Linked DNA regions of Zea mays: region 2 is linked to region 1. A link is a contact called in public Hi-C data. All regions are on one chromosome and are shown on one strand. Each heading gives the region's core, a stretch centred on a gene start, on an enhancer-like site or on the middle of the called end of the contact. The rest is flanking DNA. Distances are from core to core; before and after follow the strand shown.

The links. Hi-C and Micro-C count contacts between places; a contact is called where the count stands out from the background.
Region 2: a Hi-C map of tassel shows a contact between it and region 1, with 5 times the contacts expected there. The contact joins the enhancer-like site here to the promoter of LOC100382343 in region 1. A contact is called at or near these places in 4 of 25 Hi-C or Micro-C datasets (bundle sheath, ear, leaf and 1 more).

The regions. Positions count from the first base shown.
Region 1 is chr3:42,819,100-42,822,294 of Zm-B73-REFERENCE-NAM-5.0, reverse strand. It overlaps LOC100382343 (DNA gyrase subunit B mitochondrial), which reads left to right and starts at 1,514. Exons shown (of 21, transcript NM_001175090.1): 1 at 1,514-1,709; 2 at 1,798-1,924. The coding sequence starts at 1,558.
Region 2 is chr3:42,997,686-43,000,880 of Zm-B73-REFERENCE-NAM-5.0, reverse strand. No RefSeq gene overlaps it. Among protein-coding and RNA genes, the nearest start is that of LOC100284468, 120 kb to the left of the region's middle. Within about 2 kb of position 1,715, at least 15 of the 20 cell types and tissues checked have an H3K27ac peak or open chromatin away from gene starts, as enhancers often do. A contact at or near this core is called in ear, leaf and tassel, where this site is marked.

The DNA of each region.
Region 1 (3,195 bases), core at 265-2,764:
CGCTCTGTCGCGCACCTGCTTCTCCTAGGAGAAGGTGTTTGGCTTTAACTCCAGAAAAGATTGTTTTGTGGCTGCCTTAACATTCTTACCTAGGAGGTGGGGCTAGTAGCGCGGTTGGGCGTGCGACGCGCACGATTGTTAGCGTACCGGGTGTGCGAGGCCACAGGAGCTAGGGCGAGGGCAGGGCACGACCGGTTGGGGGCATGGCACAATCGGTCGGGGGCATGGTGCACTAGTGACAACGGGTGGTGCCGGTGCACACATGATGTTGGTGAAGAAACGCGAGAAGGGTATGCTAGGGAAGAAACACGATTAGATGGACGAGAAAAAGAGAAACAAATTATTGTTTTTGTAATCGATGACATCGGTGGGTAAATATTAACACAAACTCAATGTATACATCTATTTTGGAGTGGGTTGGAGCTGGAAAAGAGGTGCTCAAACTCTAGACTAGAGCTTCGATAACTCTATAAAGTTGGGCTGCTCCAAAAATGGTGGAGTTAGGGTGTTTGGCTGGTCCACTCAACTCCAGTCTAAAGTTTAAATTGGAACCATGCCAAACAAGGCTTTAGGTCCTGTTTGCTTCTGCTTGTCGCCTGTTTTTTAGTGTGAAAAGGCAAAAGATAAAACAAAACAATCAGTGCTAATATTTTGGTTTAGCTTTCGAAAAGCTAGAAACTCATAAAAGCTGTGTATATGTGGGCACACGAGAAAACTGATTTTATGGGCTTTCTGTAGCTTCTTGAGCTTAGGAATCTAATAACATCCCTCGAAAAGATATTATTGATTTCTCATGATCAAAAGCCCATCAATAGTTTTTAAGAAAAAGCTCTAAAAACTATAGGTCAAACAAATATGATTTTATAGGGCGACATCCCACCAACCACCAAGGCTCAGGACGTGGATGCTTTAAGGGTCTGGGTTCAGTTGTAGATTCATAAACTATCTGACCCTAGTTGTGAGAAAACTGTTGTTAGTTCACCACTATGAAAATTTTAGATATATTTACTTCAAACAACCGTCAACTATAGATTCTGTAAGTGAATGATAACTTATAACATGGATGACATGAATTTGAAAAAATAGGGTAGATAGTGATTCTAAATTGACTATAAAAAACTATATATTTTTAAAATCTATTCTATTATTATATTTATTTACTTGAGATTTTAGATTTTTAGGAGCGAATGTCGTTCAGAGAGCTGAACCAAAGGTATCCGCGCATTGGGCAGCCTCTAATTCGGCCCACTAAGGTCCACTACTCCACTCCCGCTTCCCCCAGGCCCACAGCAACTGCTCGGCGATTCCTGGCCGTTCCAGCCCATAAACCCTAGCCAGCCGCGAGCGGCTTATGATCAGGCCCACGCACGATATGGTAGCACCAGCCGCCCGATATGGTAAATCCGAGGCGCCATAAACCCTCGGCCTCGACCTCATCCAGTACCCGCACCTCCGCTCAAAACCCCAGCTCTCCTGCCCCGGCTGGTCTCAGCCACAAGTAGGCGGCCGGCAAGCCAAGACCAAGGAGCCCGCGAGCGCGAGGGCTCGCCGACGCGGATGGCGCTACTCCTCCGGCCGATTCCTCCCCCTCCCCGCCTCCGCGCGCTCCTCGGCCGCCTCCTCTCCACTGGCGCCAGTCTATTTCCCTCCCGCATGCTCCCCGCGCCCCGCTCCACCGCCGCCGTCCCTCGGCTCCTGTTTGGGCCCAGGTACGTCCTCCCGCTTCCCAGCACCTCCCATGCTGGAGCTGGAGGGTTAATGATTAAATGATATGCTGCTACCCATCTTCTACTGTAGTGCTGTGGCCGCGGCAGCCACGCGGCGCAATGGGGTCCGGGTGCGTGCGTTCATGGCGTCAACGACGGCGTCTGAGGCGATGCACGAGAAGCAGGTGTCCGCGGAGTACACTGCTGCCAATGTCCAGGTGATTATTGCTGCAATTGAGCCTGCTTTTTTTGGGCCGCAGAGGCCGCTTTTTAATTCAGGCGTGCAAAGAATCCGAGTCATTTTGCCAGATAGTAACTGGATCGTCTGTCAGTAGTGTTGCGCCACAGGCCTAGAGGTGCACAGCCCAGTGTTATTGCTTCCATATATCAATGACGTGTGACACAGTGGTGGAGCTGGTTGATTTTCACACCTAGGGCCAATATGTGATTGTCTAAAACATCCACATCAAGTCAAATAGTGATATAACAAAACCAAAACATATAATTGTAGATGATGTTTCAATTACACACTTAGAAGAACATAGTGGTGAGAACATAAAAGTGGTAAAAAAATCCTAACCATTGAGGATTTGGTTCATTCCTCAAATCATTCATTAACAATAGCATATGAACCTGAAGATATACATACAAGTTAGGCATTGATTGTATAATTGCCATTGGAGCAGGAGAAAAAGGATTTCTATGTATTGTTCATGTGCATGTGAAATTTTACATTTTTTTCTGTAAAAAATTGAGAAAGGCACATGGGAACTGGCATGAGTATTTCTGGATTGTGAAACTCAACATTGAAATATTTGGGATTTAGGAATGGGGAATCTACCTCCTGTTGCTGCCTACTGCCGAGTGCTGCTTGCAGCGTGCCTACCTCTAGATGGTGCCATGTACGACATGCCAGGCCGGTGGTCACACCCTGCTGCTGTGTGTCGTCCATGGCGACGTGCCTTGTTGCTGTTGTGCCCTACCCAGGTTGTGACACCAGGTTGCTTGCTAGCAACCATAGCCTATGGGCTGTGGCTGCCCAACAGCAGGATTGCTTTGATTTGGCGCTCAGCCGACTGCCAAGCCCAAAATCTGGTGAGCCTTGCGCGGCCACTGGCGTGTCTCCTATCTAGGATTCCAAGTATGAATGAGGGGCTAGAGAAGGAAAGTTGGAGAGAAACAGCGTAGAGCAGCACCATTGTTATCACGGCGTTGCCTAGGCGCCGACTAGGCATCCAAGCGCCCGGTTGGGCTCACTGTGGTGCGGCACCTCGCCTGAAGCCGGCAAGGTGGGCACTGCGGCAGGCTCTGCTCTGCTCCGCGCTGTGTGGTGGCTCTGCTCCGCTCAGGCATTCTGCGGGAAGGAGTGAAGCTGTGAGCCTGTGACTATACAGCCTAGTTAGGCGCTTCGCTTGACCTTCATATATGAAATTATGAACTACGCCTAACTGTCGCCTAGGTGTCCAGGCGCCCCGGAGGCGACTCGCCT
Region 2 (3,195 bases), core at 466-2,965, 180 kb before region 1:
ATGGGAAATGAAGACGAAATGCACGGTCCAAAGCGCAACTCGCGGGGCTCCTGGGTGCTGCAGGCGAGACCCACAGACGCAGAGTATTACCTCGTCTCGTCTAGCCACGTTGTCCACCCCGTTCATCTGGTGGCCTATAGATGACCAATAAGCACGAGGCCCGCGAGCCCGGCACGAAATCTGGTGTTTGGGCCCGTTTCGAGCCCGGCACGACTCGATCCTATGCGAGCCCGGGCCGGACCGGTACGAATAAGCGAGCCGGGCTCGGACAGGAAACTAGGTACGGTGGGCTAGCCCGGCACGGCCCGTTTACCTTTAAGTCTGTTAAGCCCGTTTTTTTGCACTAAAACGTGCATACCGACCCACTTAGCCCGTTTTTCGGCTAGCTTTTTTCGTGCTAATAATATAAACCATGGAGATAACGAAGGGTCAGATTAGAGATGGCCAAACGGGCCGCCTGGCTCGGTTCGGCCTGGGCCCGGTGAAGCCCGGCCCACAGCGGGCCTAACCGGCTCGGCCAGCTTTTTCCGTGCTAAACGGGCCAGGCCGGTTAGACCCGCTGCGGGCCGGACCCAAAATGGACCGGGCTTCACCGGGTCCGGGCCGGACCGAGCCAGGCGGCCCGTTTGGCCATCTCTAATCTGGCCCTTCGTTATCTCAATGGTTTATATTATATATCAAACTGCTCGCGCTATCACCCGGCCCATGCGCACACATGCATAGTACCCAATTGATCTGGACATGTATGCGTTCTTCCTCTAGATCTTAACTAGCACCACCATGCATGCTGTCTCGATCATTATTTCTTGTATGGTCGAGCCAACGATCGATTCTTGTTTCTTTGGTCGATCTCGGACGTACGTCGTTAAGTTGTGCTCGGATCGGATCTTAGCACCACCACTGCTCAACGATTCCTTCCTTGCTCTTGGCTATGTGCTGGCATTATTATTACTGTGATCTTGGCAGCTAGCTGCCATATCATGCATTGTGGACTTGTGGTATACACATGCTACCTACTACTACTATTAAAAAAATAGGGAATACATATATATATATCTTCCACTTATCTCTTATTGTATGTATATGCATGTGAAACAACTACTTCCTTCCTTCAAAATTGTAGTAACTCATAAATAACATTGCCCAAGTTATTAAATATGCATGTCTCCATAAATATGGAAACATGCACGTATCCTAGCTAGCTAATTCCTTCATAATTTAACATGCCAAGTTATTAAGCTTACTGACATGCATGTTGTGCAAATAAACTCAGATAAAGCTCATGCTGAAACTGACCTTAAAAGTTACTTTTATGTCGCTAATCAAGAACTGCTAAAGACGACAACGACGACCATGAGCTGTGGATCGACTTTGATTTGTGATTATTAGTCACGTTGCTGGGCGCCGAGATCGAGATGTCCGATCCAACAGCAGAGGTGATATGACCATGTTCCTATATAAATATAAACATATGGACGTATCGATCTGTCCAGCTCGCTCCCTCCCTTCCCCGGCCTAGGGCCGCCTATCATCATATGCCCAAAAAAAACACACAGCGAAACGATCATGTGCGCATGCATGCACACAGGGCTCTCCGTTCCGTTTGCCGGCCTCCTGATTGGAGCGATTCCATCCGTCATCTGACACGACCAGGAATATTATGTGCGCGCACACATCTGCTGGATCGCACGGCCCAGACACACCGATCCGCCATGCACCTATATATATCTATCGATGGTCCAGTCCCTAGCTAGCTAACATGCCTACAGTGTAGGCTGATTTATTGATGAGGACCGCGACGTGTGGACGGTCGGACGTCGTTTTCTCAGCAGCAGCCCCCGTACGTTTTTTTTAACCGGGCACGCAGTCCACGGGAGGAATCCATTTCATTTTTTTTGGGTTCTTTTTCTGATACTACTTGACGAAGGTTTAGAATCTTTTTTGTGTGTGTGTGTGTGTGTTGCCGGCCGGCTCACGTACGTCTCGCCATGAGAGCATGCATGAATTATTGGTGCTTTGTTTACTCTCCCGTATCCATTAGAAAATTAAACCCGGGTCACAAGCCAAGAGATCCATTATTCCGTCGCCACCGCTGGTAGTAGTATTATGATTAAACGCTGGACCTTATGATGATTCCAACTTATTGCCCTGCTGCAATCGGGCTGGCTACTGCGGGTTTTGGAATGGATTGGGACATGCCGCATGCTGCTACATCAAATCCTTGGAATCGATCTTGCCGTTCGCCCCCACCCTCCGTACGCCAGAATATAATATATATAAAAAAAGCGATTCTAGTTTCTTCTGCGCCATGCGATTTTGAGTTTGAGCTGGTTCTCGGAGATGGAATATGATCTAAACGTCAAAGAATCAAGCTGCGGAAATATATTTTTCAAGTGGATCTAAACCAATCTCTAGCATCTCTTCTATGATCCTCATTCGCCGTCTCACCTCTCCTATATGTGTACAACTAGCTAAAGCAGCTAACAAGAGAAACTACAAGTTACAACTACACTACTGCTATATTAGCTTGTTAAACAAGAAACTACATGCATGCAAGAAAGTAAGAAAGTAATAAAGAGCAAGTGAGTAGATAGAAAATCAATGGGGGCCAAGATGTGATGCAAAATATGCCCCCCAATGTTTGGTTGCTTGTTGTGGTGAGTCTCCACTTGATGGTTCGCGCACTAATTTTTCTCATACGGGAGGACATAGTGATCAGGCGATTAATGACAGACGATGACATGTCTCCAAATCGTAGAGGAGGTGTGGTCGATACGCTTCTTTTAAAGGGGTTTGTGGTTTAGACCTCGAAACCACCAAATAGACTTTGGAGATTTGGGGGGGGGGGGGGGGTTGTGCGTCGAAACCTGGTTGGAGTTTAGGATGGAAATTGGGGGAGGCATGTGGCATCATCACAAAGCTTGCCTCGAGGCGAAGAAAATTCATGAAGACCTCGTGGTCGTCACATGCACCAATAAAAAATAGATCATTTTTGCCCATGGGGTTAAGTGGTTCAGCCAAAATATCTAACCATCTGTCTCTCTAGCTAGCTTTAGGTTCCCTAGGTCTTGAGAGAGATCTGCATATGAGAGTTTGAGCCCTTCTATCTATGTAATCTTTCATTTGTAGAACTTGGCAAAGGGCATGGCTTTGTTCAAGAATGAAATAAAGAAGTCATCATGGGAAGATGTGAGT